Regions from separate parts of the Mus musculus genome. Here all the other regions are linked to region 1. A link is a contact called in public Hi-C and HiChIP or PLAC-seq data. All regions are on one chromosome and are shown on one strand. The core of a region is the stretch at or near the end of the contact, and the rest is flanking DNA. Distances in the headings are between cores, read along the strand shown.

Region 1 (4,907 bases), core at 799-3,298:
CTACCTGCAAATGCTCAGAAGGATGTGGGCTACAGAAGGCTTGAGGGACAAGGGTTTATAGCATCTGCCCCAAGCTCTTGATGGCTGCTTCTAAAACATTTCTCTTAATTGGTGTATGCTTGCCTAAACATACTATTTTGATGTGTCTCATGTGGAATATAATTCTTGGCTATCTTAATTAGTCAACGAGAAACTTTTCTGTCTTAAATGAGTGAAATAACATCATCAATTAGACTTTTTATCCAGGAAGTAATATTATTAAAATGCTAACAATGGTAGTAGTTTTTGAGGTTTACTTCTAGCCCATCAGTAATGATGGAAGAACCCACCTTTACTATTTTGAAGTAAGTAGTTCCCCCGCCACTGGGAAAGGTGACATTCCTTGCTTCTCGTGCTTAGATTACCCTGCCATCTATTAATGCATATCCGATTTAGTATTACTTCTCTTTCCTGTTCAAAAACCTGTCCTCCAGGGCCTGTGATAGGGCACAGAGGGCAAAGGTGATTGCTGCAAAAGCCTGGCAGCCTGAGTTCAATCCCAGGAACCCAGGAAAAAGTGGAAAGAAAGAACCAGCTCCATGAAGTGACAAACAGGGTATTGTAATTACTCTATCACCGAGCAACATATGAAACCTCAACAAATATAAATTGGTGTGAATAAATTTATTTAGGCCGTAGATAAATCATTAGCTCATACTATCAGTGGTTGTAAATTTTAGATTTGGAATTTGAGTGTCTTTTGGCTTTCTTTATGTAATAATGTCTTTGCCCAATTTGTACAAAGGTCAGCTCGTTATTGAGATAAAATTTAAGGCACTTGTAAGTGTACAATTTTGTGAAACTAAATCATATGCAAAGGAAGTTTGAGACTATCAGAGTTTCAAAATTCTTCCTGGGAATCTAGAAATAACCAGTTTCAGACACCATGTTTGAGCATTGTTTGATCATTACATGATTTTTTCTTTTTTGCCCTGCCTCCTGGTTCCCCCCTCCCAGAGCTCTCCACCACCCCTTTGCATCTGAGAGGTTACTTCCCCCATCCCCCTTCTCTAGGGAATCAAGTTTCTACAGGATTAGGAGCATCTTCTCCCATGGAGGCCAGACAGGTCAGTCCCCTGCTACCTATGTGCCTGAGGCCCTGGACCAGCCAGTGTATGTTCTTTGGTTGGTGACTCAGCCTCTGGGAGCTCCCAGGGGTCCAGGTTAATTGACACTGTTGCTCTCCCTATGGGGTTGCCATCCCTTTTATCTCCTTCAATCCTTCCCCTAACTCTTCCACAGGGGTCTCCAACCTCAGTCCGATGCTTGACTGTAAGAATCTGCACCTGTCTCTCTCAGCTTCTGGTAGAGCCTCTCAGACGACAGCCATGCTAAGCTCCTGTCTGCAAGTACAACATAGCATCAGCAATAACGTCAGGGTTTAATGCCTGCCCATGGGATGGATTCCAAGTCGGTCCGGTACTGTTCAGTCATTCCTTCAGTCTCTGCTTCACTTTTGTCCCTGCAGTTTTTTAAATCACATTTTATTTTTAAGATTTATTTATTTACTTTATTTATGTGACTACACTGTCACTGTCTTCAGACACACCAGAAGGGGGCTTCAGATCTCATTAGAGATGGTTGTATTTTAGTCAGGAACAATTCTGGGTCAAAAATTTTGAAGGTGGGTTAGTGTCCCCATGCCTCCACTGAGGACCCTGTGTATCCATCCACTGGAGGTGGGCTCGTTAGGTTCTGTCTCCCTCCGTTCTTATTTCTTACCCCTTCTTTTTGATAACATTTTTTCTTATTTGGAAGGAGATTAATTCAGGAGTGACTTTCTCTGTGGTGAAGGTTTGGGGTCTGGCAGTTGCTTAGATCCATTTTTAGAGGAGTCGGCAGCATCCTGCCAGCCTTAACTGCTTGTATCTGGTTAGCTTGCAATTTACTGTTGCTATTTTCACTGTTCCCAGAAAACCATTAGAGGATTTTACCTAGAATGTGTCTATGAATATTCATAGGCAGCTAGCCTCTGTATTGGAAACCACACCCACATCTCTGCAGTATCTGCAGCATGAATCAGAGCTTCCCCTGGGACTCACAAGGCTACATGAAAATTTGATAGCAGCAGCCTGCAGAATGCACAAAAGGTCTGCTCTGCAATATTGATTTTTTTTTTTAAATAGAAAAAGCCCTACTGATTTATTTTTATGTATACCATGAAAATATTTTTAAGCTTCCCTTATCTTCTTGCAATGACTCAGCCATCGCAAAAGACTTATAAAATCAAAGCTATCATTTTCTGTAGCATTTGGGCACATACAGCAAAGCAACATCTTGTGTCTAAACATGACAATAAATGTAGAAGAGTAGTGACGTGGAGACAGGAAAGATGGTTCACAAGGAGCATCTCAATGGGACCATCACTCTGATTTTGAATAGGATGTGTAACTGCAGAGGCATATGTGTGCATGTCAACATGTGGGTAAACATTGATGACTTGCCTAGGAGCCTAGCTAGCTGGATTCTAATGTGTTTTGTCCACGTGCCTCCTTGGTGCCTGTCTGTACTATGTAACAGAGGCCGACTGGAGCCTTCCTGCCCCTAGGGATACGGGGAATCCTCCAGACAATTTTTGTGTCCATTCTTGAAATCTAATTTCCCATGTCCTGGTCTAGTGTATCTGATAAAGATTGTCTTTTAACTGCACCGAATAACTCAAAGTAGAAATGAATTGCTTCTTGAGAACTGACCACGCCTCTACCCTATGCCAGGCTGATAGAGCCACAAAGAAAACATTAATGAATCTTGAACTTCTACAACTTCAAATTTCCTTTTTTGGAATATTTTTCTAATTTCCCTCCAAGGCTGTCTCTGATTTCAATTCTTTTATAATCTCACACCTATTCATTTCTAACTCATTTATTATTATACATTATTTATTTGTGTGTTGGTACCTGCATGCCATAACATGCCTGTGAAAGTCAGAAGGCAGCTTGTAGGAACCCTTCCTTCCACACTGTGGGTCCTGGAAATCGAACTCAGGGCCTGAGGCTTAGCTCAGCCACCTTTACCAGCTGAGCCACCTTGAGGCTTCCCCTCTTATTTTAAAAACAAAAACTGACTTGAATTCTTTTCTCTCTAATTTGCAGAGTAATTTAGCAAATTTGCATATCTCATTAACTTAATCCATTCTCCTTAGAAACAGCTGAGTTTGCATAACAAAACCTAATCTCCCCCATGGACTCTGTGCTTTTCCTTGGGCTTGCTTGCACCTTAACAGAATTTGTGTTCTTGCCCGGTGTACTTGCTGTGTTGTCTTTTCTTCTCCAGTGATTTAAACTCTTGTCTCTTTTACAATTATTGCAAATTCCTGTCTCAATATCTACCTCCTACTGTTCCCACAAACCCACACAAAGATCTGAACACCAGCCTTGCTAAATTCCTCACCATATTCAAAGCCAACTACTCTGGACCCCTCTTATCTGAAATCTACAGTAAATTTCTTTATTCTCCTTATAGTGGTCAATGTCGCTGTTGTCTTATCAGACATGAGAGCCTTTTTAAAACTGCACTAGCTGCATGTACTTAACATAGAGGTGCTGAAGAAAACTGTCCACCTCTAAGCTTTCTGTTCTCACGATAGCTCTGTTCTTTGGCGAGCATTAATTCTCTCTACAGTGTGTCTTATGACTCTGTTAATGTTAATGACTGCAATTATTAACCTGCTGCTTGGTCTCCCCACACTCCCCAGTCAGGATCAAGCCACTTGAGTTTATTTCTTCTGCATTTAGGGTAGCGTCTGGAGGAAGGCCAGCAGGTGCCTGTTTTTTCATTAAATAGTGGATGATTCATATTTGATTTTTGATACTTGGAGACAAATATATTTCAAGTGAAGTCTTCTGACACTTTTTAATAAGATAAAGATTATGTCTTTCACCAAGCTTTAGTCAACCTTCTCTGAGTCATCTTTCAGGCATAGTCTGGGTCCTGTGCACTGTCTAAGCTTAACTAGGTCCAGTTTTAGCAAGAATCTTGTTAATTCAGGTTAGCCAGGATCCCTCTGGTCTTTTGACTCTTTTCTGCTGCTACTCAATACTTACCTGTCTTTTCTTTGTTTTGGGAAAGGCATCCCTTTTTCCCCTTCTAGAACATCCTTAATAGGAATCTGAATAACTTCTCTTTAACAGATATTCCCACAGAGAATTCTCCCATGTCCCATAAATGTGGAGTTTGAAAGGTGGACTGATTATTTTTTGAGAATTTAAAAAATTCTAAATACCTATAATCAAACATATATATATATATATATATATGCCATCTATATGAGTAACTAGTTGATTTGTTCCTGGAGACTAGATTACTCATATGTAGGAACTTGACTGTGTACAGTCAGTGTAACAGATGATATTTTCAAAATTATCCTAGTAGTACACTCATGTTCACACATAAAATCAGGAGAGATTGGCTTTATATTGAATGTAACAATACTTGCTTCTAAGTTATTACTCACAAGCTTCCAGGGAAACATAATAGTAGAGTTAGAGGTAGAGGTGAGAAATTTAGTATGGATATTTGATCAACTGATTGTGAAGGCAAGAAGTCCCAGTGTATGCCATGGGTCTGCTCTATTCAGTCTGAGAATTGAAGGTGCACAATGTGAAGGCTTTAAAAATAGGAGCATATGAAGGGATGGGGAGAGGTGAGATAGCCTATGTGTCTTGAGTTGCAGATATAGGAAATAGTAGGAGAGGAAGTGGTGAGGACTGTGCAGGCCATGTCAGCATCATATTACATAGTATCTCAAGTTACGTTCTCTGGCTTTTTTTCTTGATTGCAGCCAGGAGAGAGTTTGGAGTAAAAGGGTGATAGCTCACAACTGCAGAAGAATCACTCTAATTTCTGTGTGAACAGTAGACTCTACAGGA
Region 2 (4,907 bases), core at 1,660-4,159, 330 kb before region 1:
GACAGCATTACTCAGGAGACCTAGATAGAACCAGTTTACAGATAAAGAGATCAAACCTATATTTGCCTATATGTCTAGTTCTATATGTTTTTATACATACACGCTTGTCTAGATCTAGATATGAGGGTATCACACTTTACATATGTAGATAAATATATATTAAATTTACATTTCTATCCAGATTGAATGCATGTATATTATCCATAGACTTAAAGTAAGTGCACCTATATTCTAGTGTGCCTATATCTAGTCTCAGCCAGAGGATGGCAACAGTAAGCTGTAACAGAAAGAGAAGAGAAGCATGACCTGGTGTTTGTCCTTGGCTTTATAAAAGAGAACCATCAGATGAAATACTAAAAATGAAAACTTCATCTGCTTGTCAGACATACAGACGCTTGAAACAAAAATTTAAACCTATTGCTACGCCCCCAGCAACTCAAAAGTACTATTCTTTGGTGCATATTTGGGCTTTTTCATACAATATATTTTGGTTCCCTCCCCCAGTTCCACCCTCCTCCCCGATCTTCTCCGTAGTCACTCTTTAAAGCTGAAGTAGGTTGGTAAACCTGTATCTGTAATACTTAGGATTCTGTTCGTAACTGAGCTGGGGAGTCAGGGCTCTGAGCCTGTCTCACTAGGCCAGCTTTGGTTTAAGTGGGGAAGGCTGTTCGCAGCAGCCTCTGCAGTGCCTGTAGGGTCTGGACCAAGTCTGCAGAGATCCTGTACCTGTACGCGGCGATCTCGATGTCCAGGGCCATCTTGACGTTAAGGAGATCCTGGTATTCTCGCAAATGACGAGCCATTTCCCACTTGGTTCCCCGAAGTTCATTTTCCAACTGCTGGATGGTGTCCTGAAAGGTACAGGGAGTCTCTAGAAACTTCCTTCACAAGACACTTGCTATTCCCTGCCCCGAGCCCTTTCCTACCCACCCCCGGAATTCCCCCTTCCCCGCCAGTCCCATGAGCCTCGCAGACATCCCTCCTAGCTATCCCTCCTTCTTTTATGATAGTAAAATTCAAAACAAAGCAACAAAAATCAACCAGACAGTTCCTAGGCACAACACACACGGAGACTGGCAAGCCTAGAATGCCCCTAGAAGGGAGCACTGAGGAATCTGAGGAAGGTCCCTAGCGGACTTTGCCCCCCCCCCAATCCCCGCCCAAATTTTGGACTGAAGCCAGCTTTGAGAGCTCCGCCCATCGCGGCTGGAGGCGGGGGGGGGGGGGAGTGGAGAGTAAGGGGGTGAGGAGGAGGGGTGGAGATATGGGTGGGGGAGGGGAAGGGGAGCGAAGAAGGAGGCAGGAATACAAGAGACTATCTGTGCTCCTGCTTATTAAACGGTGTGTTTCTCAACGACCAGAATGTGCCTTTTTACTTTTACAGTAAAATCTATCGTAGGAAAGCAAGTTTTTGAAGGAGATGGGAATTTCTAAGTAGTTGCGGCAAGTGGGTGGGACAAGGAGGAGGGGCGGAGCACAGACCTTGGGCTTTGGCTAACCCGCGTCTGCGAAGCTCGTGCGCGCACTGGAATGCGGCCACCAGGGAGCGCGACCAAGAGGGCCTCTGGGCGCGCTCTCGAGTGTCGTGTCGGGGGCGCGCGGCGCTGGCGCTGGCGCAGGCCGGCCGCGCAGCCGCGGTTCCTACCTGGTAGCTGCTGAGGTCGTGGTTGTGGCGCTCCTCGATGTCGCTGAGCTGCCGCTCCAGGGACTCCTTAGTGCCTCGCACCGACTCGAGCTCGATGCTCTTGGACTGCAGCTGGCGCCGGTACTCGGCGATCTCTTCCTTGGCAGAGCGAATGGCCTCCTTGTTCTGCTCGGCCGCCTCGGTGAGCTTGGCGTAGCGGCATTTGAACCACTCTTCGGCCTGGTGCATGTTCTGGTCTGAGTGACACTCGAGCTGGGAGCGGATCTCCTTCAGCGCCGTGGAGATGTCTGTCTTCAGGTAATCTTTGCGCTCTACCGTGATGTGCGACGCCTGGATCTGAGCCAGCAGGTCGGCCACCTCCTCTTCGTGATTGCTCCGCAGGAAAGCCACCTCATCCTGCAGCGACTGCACCTTCTTGTCCAGCTCCACCTTAACCATCGACGACTCTTCGATGTCTTTGCGCAGCGCGCGAATGGCAGCCTCGGTGTCGTCCCGCAGCCGCGCCTCCTCCTCGAAGCGCTCCTTGAGCCGGTGGATGTCTTCCTCCAAGTGATCGGAGTCCAGCTGCACTTGAGCCTTCTCGTGGTTCACCATCTCGAGGGTGGCGCGCAGCTCTCGGATCTCCTGGTCGTAAGCATCACCCAGCTGGGCGTGCGAGGCCTGCTTCTGCCGCAGTGCCTGGATCTCTGCTTCGATCTCCTTGTTCTGTTGTTCCAAGTAGTGCACTTTCTCGATGTAGCCGGCGAAGCGGTCGTTCAGCCCCTGCAGCTGCTCTTTCTCGTTAGAGCGGGACAGTTTGTAGTCGCCGCCGGAGCCGCCGTTGAGCAGCGACGAGGACTGGCTGAAGTCGAGGCTGCTCTCGGCCGAGCTGAGCATAGCCGAGCTGTAGGCGAGACGCGGGGCGAGCGCGCTGCGCTTGTAGGAGGAGGACACGGTGCTGGGCGAGCCGCGGGACCAGGACTGCGAGCGGAAGCCGCTGGACGGGGAACCGCTCACGCGGCTGAAGCTGGAGCGGGTCTCGGTGACCCGCCGGTAGGCGGACGGGTTGCCCAGCGAGTCCAGCGTGTAGCTCATCTTGGAGGCCTTGGGGTGTGTGGCTGTCACAGCGTTCTGCCGGCCTCGCCGCAGCCCCTTTATAGCGGAGCAGCTGGTCCCGGGCCAGGGCCCCGCCCCGTGGAGGCGGCGGCCGAGGAGGCGGGGACTGCGGGTACCGGGCCGGGGGTGGGGGGAAGGGGGAGACAAGCCTTGCGGTGATTCAGCGGCCGCTCCACGTGGGCCCGCACCACACTGGACCCCACACTTGGGTGTCGCCGGGCCGGCCTTTTCCTAGCGTCCCCTTGAGTTCCAGACCTCTTGTCACCCGGTAGCTTGCCCTTCTCTGCTTTTTCACCAGCAGTTTGCAGTTCACAGCTTTGGCGCAAGTGCCCTTTCCCAGCGCCCTTTCTTTGTCTCGCCACTCTCGGCCCTCTGAGCAGCTCTTCTCTGGCTTCCTGACTTTCGTCTGGCCCCCTACCTCTTAGTCTCTTTCTTCCTTACTTTTGGCCGTAGGGTCCGCTGTTCTTTATCACACACACCCCTCCCACCTCTCCACGAGGCCCTTCTCCCTCTACTTTTTTTTTTTTTTCTTCATCCGGCATTTCCCTTGAAGCCCTTTCCCCTGGGACTTTTTTTCTTTGCAGCCTCGACTTTCACCCCTTAACCCCCAACTCTCTTTTTGTTCCCCCATCCATCCTTGTCTTTCTTGTCTCCCCCCCCCCCCACTCCTCGTCTTAAAGCAGCAAGAGATGAGCTGAGAGTTATGCAGAAGAAAAAAAAGAGAGAGTTTTTGAGGAATGGCCCGCCGGAAACCTCCGGAAAGGGGACAAAGAAGACAGGCCGGGGTAGTCATTTGTGTTAAAAGTGGAAAGTGGCACTCCAGTCTGCTTAACTGTTGGGGGACGACTGCAGCTTCCAGCAGGTAAGGCGCTGTGACGCCCAAGGATCCGGCAGCACCAAGGACAGCGCCCAGGCGTGCCCATGGGATTCTGCTGGGTTCGCAGCCTACCAGAGTCCAGAGGAGGGTCACTTCTGGCTCATCTCCTCCAGTGAATACTATTAAACCTGTTTGTAGGGGCTGTTTGTTTGTAGGGAACAAGCTGGAAATCCCACACTAAGACAGTGCAGAGTTGGCACAATGAACAGACTGCAGATTTTGAAATCAACTAAAAGCCATTCAACTCAGTTAAGGAAAATAGAGACTTGAAACCCAGTTTGACTTTACCAATAAGTGAGGGATGTTAGGGAAGGAGGAGACACAAGGCCTGAAATTTGAAGGTCAACTACTCACCGGGAAGGGGAAATCCGAGATGAAAAAAAAAAAAAAACCCAGGGAGATAGTGTGTATGTTAAGTTTGAAAACTGCATAGTCATCTTTCTGTCTGGGTACTACTTACGTGTACTGTTACAACCGACAGGGCAACTGAATTAGTTTTAAATTAATTGAAAGGTAACTGGACAGCCTCATCTCAGTCTTGAATAAGCCAGGTGGTCCCTCTGCCCCCATTTAAAAACGCAACCTATTTCCTTATGTTGATTTTGATGACCGATTTGGACCCACCATCCCTTAAGCATGCTTATTTAAACAAACATTCTACAGGGGTTTCCTTTGACTGTATATTTGAACTGAAAATGTCCTTCTATTTTGGATTACAGTTTGGGAAGATTCAGAGTGAAAAAGTTCAGAGTCTTGACAGAGAAAGTGAGAGATGGACTGCAGTCCTGCGGGGGTGGGGGTGGGGGTGGGGTGGGGGGTGTCACAGGAAGGAGTGGGCGTTGTGAAATGCTTACTGTGGGTCAGAATAAACCAGCGCTTGGAAGCAGAGAAGGCAGACTGTTGTACCTTTTCGGGCATATATTCTCTAACCTCTGCTTCATTATGTGACAGAGTTGTAGTCATCAGTAAGTAATCACAGACGCCTCCCTTTCTGAGGCTTTGATTTTGTAGTTTTATAAGCTCCCAGCCCATACATTTTAAGATAGAAGCGAGTTTTTAAAAGGAAAAAAGGCTCGTTTAAGGAGTTAACTTTTGGATCTCGAATGTGAAACTGCAGCATTGCGGGCTGCGGGGGTGGAGGGTGAGGGGGCTGGGTATGAGGCGGATCTGATCTGCTGAGTATTGCTTACTGCTCAAGCAGAGAGAGCCCAGACTCAAGTCCCCAAAAATGGCGTTCCACAAAGTGGACGACTAACTTGTAAATATTGTAAAACCCCAAATTTATCGATT
Region 3 (4,907 bases), core at 1,246-3,745, 290 kb before region 1:
TTTTTCTGGTGATTCTTCATCTGCATTCCTCCGGAGAAATGGGTAAGACTTTAGAAGATACAAATCAGAGACTCACATGTGTAAAACAAAGGCTCCTCTGGGTTTCTAATACCAATATATCCCATCACTTCTTCTTGGGATCCCACAGTGAAGTGGGTGGCCAAGCCATGTGCCCTTAGCCTCCTCATCTTCTGCTTGGACACGGCCACAGGCATTGCAGTAGTGTAATTTTTGTTGTTAACGTGACACATACTGGAGTCACCTGGGACAAGAGAACCTCATTTGAAGAATTGTCCCAGTCAGATTGGCCTGTGGCTGTCTGTGGGGGAACTGTCTTTGTTTTTTTCACTGAGACGGGGGAGCTCCATCCCACTGTGGGCAGAGCTATTCCTTAAGCAGGGGGTCTTGGGCTGTGTTAAAAAGCTAGCTAAGAGTGAAGCAGTCTACAGCATCCTCCATGGTTTCTGCTTCAGTTCCTGCTTGAGCTTCTGCCCCGACTTCTATCAGTGATAGAATGTGACCTGGAAGTGTAAGACAAATAAGTTCCACCCCAGGAAATGCTGCTTTTGATAAGAAGTCTTCATCACAGCAGCAGATCCGTCTGGAGGTGTTTACTACAGAGAAGCTCACAGCATTGCAGAAATTCGGTATAGGGGAGTTTATGGAAGCCATGTAACCGTGCAATGTAACTAGTGGGACAGAGAGATGTAAAGAAGAGATTGAATTTGGTGGAATACTGTACAGATCTGTGAGACCATGTAACAGCTACACATCATGGGACCTGACAAAAAGAAACAAGAATTACAGCAAATTGTAAAGCACAGAATTCATGTAAACTGAACCTATGTAGTAGACACATAAAGCTACATTTTACAATGACACGTGCACGTGTAAGAAATTACCCAACTAATTTGAATGAGTATTAATAGGAGAGAGGTGTGGTCTTGAGGGCAGAGGAAGGAGTAAAAAATGAAAATCAAACACTTCCTATGGGCTGGGGGCTAAGTCCGATACCTGAAATTTAGGTCTTTGATTTCCTGGGAAAGGATGGAAGTTGTTCACTGAGAGCAAACACTACAGGGAAGGCTTTCATGACATTTATTCTGCTTCTCTTTTATTATAAGTAAGTGCATTGCTAACAGCATACGTGGATATGCATCTTTGCATAATTCATGAGTATGCTCAATCAGGTCTGACCCACAGCCTCTCTGGAGCAGTGCTTTTCTCTTCCCTGTGGCCTATTTTCTGTTGATTCCACTGTGTCCCCATTGCCCCTGTGTTGGTTCTCCTCAGAGTTAAGGATGGTTGCGAAGAATACTCCATGCCTTGTTAGATATTGCTCAGAATATGATTTTTATGTGTTATCACCAATCCTGCTCCCTTCTTCCATCATCCCACCCCATCTATGGTTCTCTGGTGCTAAGGAATGAAACCTATGGTCCCTTTCAAGATAGAAAACCATATTCTACCACTAAACTATGTCCCCACCGTGTGAGAGGGGCTCACTTTTATACAGTCAGCAGGAGGTTCTGTGACTGAATACATACCACATGGAATGGGTCTCCTTGATTTTCTGGAGAGCTGGGGTTTCCCAGTCAGCAGTGTACCACTGGTGCTGTGTGGTTCTGGGAGGAGGCGCCTTCTAGAGAGAGAATAGATGAATGGCATGCTGCCTGCCTGTGTAGAGATTTTCTTAGACTGTATTTTATTTCCCATGACCAAGTAAAATGCTACTCCTGGCAGGAGCACTTCCTGAGTTTAGTGTTTAGCATGTTTTACTATTTATCTCTTAAATTATTCTGACTCATTTTACCTCTTGCAAAATAGATAATGCTGCTGTTTTCTAGGCTGTGGCTGCTGGCAGAAAATGGTATTAGTGAGGAAGTCCTGGGCCTCTTAAGAGCCGACTTTTAGTTTATTCAGCTACTGGCCTAGTTTCACCTTTGCTGCTGTGATAATATATCCTGATAAGATTCAACCTGAGGGAGAAAGCGTTTATTTGGCTCAGAATTCCAGAAGTCAAGGCAGCTGGCTGTGTCACATCCAAGAGCAGAGAGAGAATAAATGTGTCCAACCCAACACTCAGTAAGCTTGCCCTACTCTTTACATAGTCCATGACCCCAAAGTAGAATATGCTGACGTCCACTTTTAGATGGGGCCTTCCCATATCAACTAAGGCAATCAAGACAACCTCTACCCAAGACATGCCCACAACCAACCTGACCGAGACAATTCCTTACAGAGACTCCTAAGTGGTTCTAACTTGTGTTAAGTAGACAATTAAAACTCTCACAGTGCTCAATCCCTGAGCATAGATCTCAATAAAGATAGGTTGGTTGGTCAGAGGAAGAACAGTAACTGTGTATCAAGTTGTTAGTTGGTCTATTAAGTGGAGTGTAGTAATCAAGAACATTGGAAGATATGTAGTAGGCTACATATCTTGAGTGAGGCAAGGAAGCCCTCATACTCACAGTCAGAGGTCCTGTCCTGAGCCAAGGCACACTTGGATTTTCCTAACATAACCTCACCAGCTCCATCTGCAGAGTGATGCCTTGCATCACACAATACAGAAGACACAATACCTGAGTCATTTTCCTGCCCACTCTTGTGCCACAATTTTGTGATTGTCTTTCTCAGTTTCCGGGGAAAGGGGATCATTCCTGTGGGAGGTGGCGATTTGTTCCTGCTTCAGGAAATAGCGCCACAGTTCTGTCTCCCAAATTGGCAAGTGAAACAGATGTTATTAACTTTATCTCTAGGGAAGACTCCTTATAGGTGTTATAGGAGCTCGCTGACACTGGCTATTATTTTTTCTCACCTAGATTGACATGTGGGTACACACACACACACACACACACACACACACACACACACACACACACACACACACGACTAGACTGCACAACTCTACTAGGGAGGTAATCGCTTGTGTTTTGGATGAACTTCAGCCAAGAGGTCATTGGCATAATGTAATGACAGCTGTCTTAGTGGTGACATAGTGTTCTATTTTCATTTCAGTGGCTGCAATAAAATATCCCAACAAAAAACAACTTGGAGGAGAAAAGACTTATAATGCAGGCTATAGTTCATCGTTAGAGGGGAGCTCAAGGCAGTAATTTTAAACAACTAGTGATATCACATTCACAAGAACAAAGAGAAATGAATGGATAAACCCTCTTTTGGCCATTTGAATGGATAAACCCTTTTTTGGCCATTTATTCTGGGCTTGATCTTGTTAGTCCTCTTTTCTGCCTAGGAAATGATGCTTGCCCACAGTACACTGGGTCTTCCCCTATCAATGAACTTAAGATCATCTTTCCCAGACATGCCCATGGAGATGCTCTTCCCAGGTGATTCTAGCGTGTACCAAGCTCACAATTAAGCTAGGCATCACACAGGGGAAGATGACAGCTGCATGTATATCTGCCCTAGTCTTTCAGAGATTACCCCAGAGCCCTTGCTTCCTACATCAACAGTCTCCCTAATATCAGTGTCCCTCATCAGAGTGGATCGCCTGTAACAGCTAGTGAACTCATTCTACATATCCTCCACAGTGGACATTAGGTCTCACTCCTGATGGTATATCATCTACATCCTACAAGTTTAGAAGGACACCAGGCAGATTTCATGCACCCACCATTACAGAGTAGCTTCCCTAACCTAAAGTCCCTTCACCTTGCTTCACCTTTCTACCCCCAACCACTCCCAGCAGCCACTGCATTCTCTTTGATTTTCCCATTTTTTATTAGATATTTTTTTTATTTACATTTCAAATGCTATCCCGAAAGTCCCCTATACCCTCTCCCTGCCCTGCTCCCGAACCCACCCACTCCCTCTTCTTGGCTCTGGTGTTCCCCTGTACTGGGGCATATAAAGTTTGCAATACCAAGGGGCCTCTCTTACCAGTGATGGCCGACTAGGCCATCTTCTGCTACATATGCAGCTAGAGACACAAGCTCTGGGGGTACTGGTTAGTTCATATTGTTGTTCCACCTATAGGGTTGCAGACACCTTCAGCTCCTTGGGTACTTTCTCTAGCTCCTCCATTGGGGGCCCTGTGTTCCATCCTATAGATGTCTGTGATCATCCACTTCTGTATTTGCCAGGCACTGGCATAGTCTCACAAGAGACAGCTATATCAGGGTCCTTTCAGCAAAATCTTTCTGGCATATGCAATAGTGTCTGGGTTTGGTGGCTGATTATGGGATGGATCCCCCGGTGGGTAGTCTCTGGATAGTCCATCCTTTCATCTTAGCTCCAAACTTTGTCTCTGTAACTCCTTCCATGGATATTTTGTTCCCTATTCTAAGGAGGAATGACGTATCCACACTTTGGTCTTCCTTCTTCTTGAGTTTCATGTGTTTTGCAAATTGTATCTTGGGTATTCTAAGATTCTGGGCTAATATCCACTTATCAGTGAGTCCATATCAAGTGAGTTCTTTTGTGATTTGGTTACCTCACTCAGGATGATATCCTCCAGATCCATCCATTTGCCTAAGAATTTCATAAATTCATTGTTTTTAATAGCTGAGTAGTACTCCATTATGTAAATGTACCACATTTTCTGTATCCATTCCTCTGCTGAGGGGCATCTGGGTTCTTTCCAGCTTCTGGCTATTATAAATAAGGCTGCTATAAACATGGTGGAGCATGTGTCCTTCTTACCGGTTGGGACATCTTCTGGATATATGCCCAGGAGAGGTATTGCTGGATCCTCCGGTAGTACTATGTCCAATTTTCTGAGGAACCTCCAGACTGATTTCCAGAGTGGTTGTGCAAGCTTGCAATCCCACAAACAATGGAGGAGTGTTCCTCTTTCTCCACACCCTCGCCAGCATCTGCTGTCACCTGTGTTTTTGATCTTAGCCATTCTGACTGGTGTGAGGTGAAATCTCAGGGTTGTTTTG

What was found. Hi-C and Micro-C count contacts between places; a contact is called where the count stands out from the background. HiChIP or PLAC-seq counts read pairs in DNA pulled down with a chosen protein or histone mark.
Region 2: a contact with region 1 is called in an H3K4me3 HiChIP or PLAC-seq map of forebrain, with 5 times the contacts expected there. The contact joins the promoter of Nefm here to the enhancer-like site in region 1. A contact is called at or near these places in 7 of 39 promoter capture datasets (cranial neural crest, embryonic stem cells, liver and 1 more), 2 of 484 Hi-C or Micro-C datasets (embryonic stem cells and nephron progenitors), 8 of 115 datasets of contacts at active chromatin or transcription factors (astrocytes, cardiomyocytes, embryonic basal ganglia and 5 more) and 1 of 9 other capture datasets (embryonic stem cells).
Region 3: a contact with region 1 is called in a Hi-C map of the N1E-115 cell line, with 2.6 times the contacts expected there. The contact joins two enhancer-like sites. A contact is called at or near these places in 3 of 39 promoter capture datasets (cranial neural crest, embryonic stem cells and liver), 4 of 484 Hi-C or Micro-C datasets (the N1E-115 cell line, cortical neurons, embryonic stem cells and 1 more) and 5 of 115 datasets of contacts at active chromatin or transcription factors (a beta-TC-6 cell line, embryonic basal ganglia, embryonic forebrain and 2 more).

The regions. Positions count from the first base shown.
Region 1 is chr14:68,449,538-68,454,444 of GRCm38.p6, forward strand. All of the region lies in intron 2 of Gm41190 (a long non-coding RNA gene), which reads right to left. All of the region lies in intron 1 of Gm31227 (a long non-coding RNA gene), which reads left to right. Among named protein-coding and RNA genes, the nearest start is that of Gm41190, 9.7 kb to the right of the region's middle. Within about 2 kb of position 2,049, at least 21 of the 459 cell types and tissues checked have an H3K27ac peak or open chromatin away from gene starts, as enhancers often do. A contact at or near this core is called in the N1E-115 cell line, where this site is marked.
Region 2 is chr14:68,122,095-68,127,001 of GRCm38.p6, forward strand. Nefm (neurofilament, medium polypeptide) reads right to left here and starts at 2,910. Exons shown (of 3, transcript NM_008691.2): 1 at 1,646-2,910; 2 at 727-851. The coding sequence starts at 2,719. A230070E04Rik (RIKEN cDNA A230070E04 gene) reads left to right here and starts at 1,658. Exons shown (of 3, transcript NR_045897.1): 1 at 1,658-2,734; 2 at 3,424-3,602.
Region 3 is chr14:68,156,861-68,161,767 of GRCm38.p6, forward strand. No RefSeq gene overlaps it. Among named protein-coding and RNA genes, the nearest start is that of Nefm, 34 kb to the left of the region's middle. Within about 2 kb of position 2,496, at least 4 of the 459 cell types and tissues checked have an H3K27ac peak or open chromatin away from gene starts, as enhancers often do. A contact at or near this core is called in the N1E-115 cell line, where this site is marked.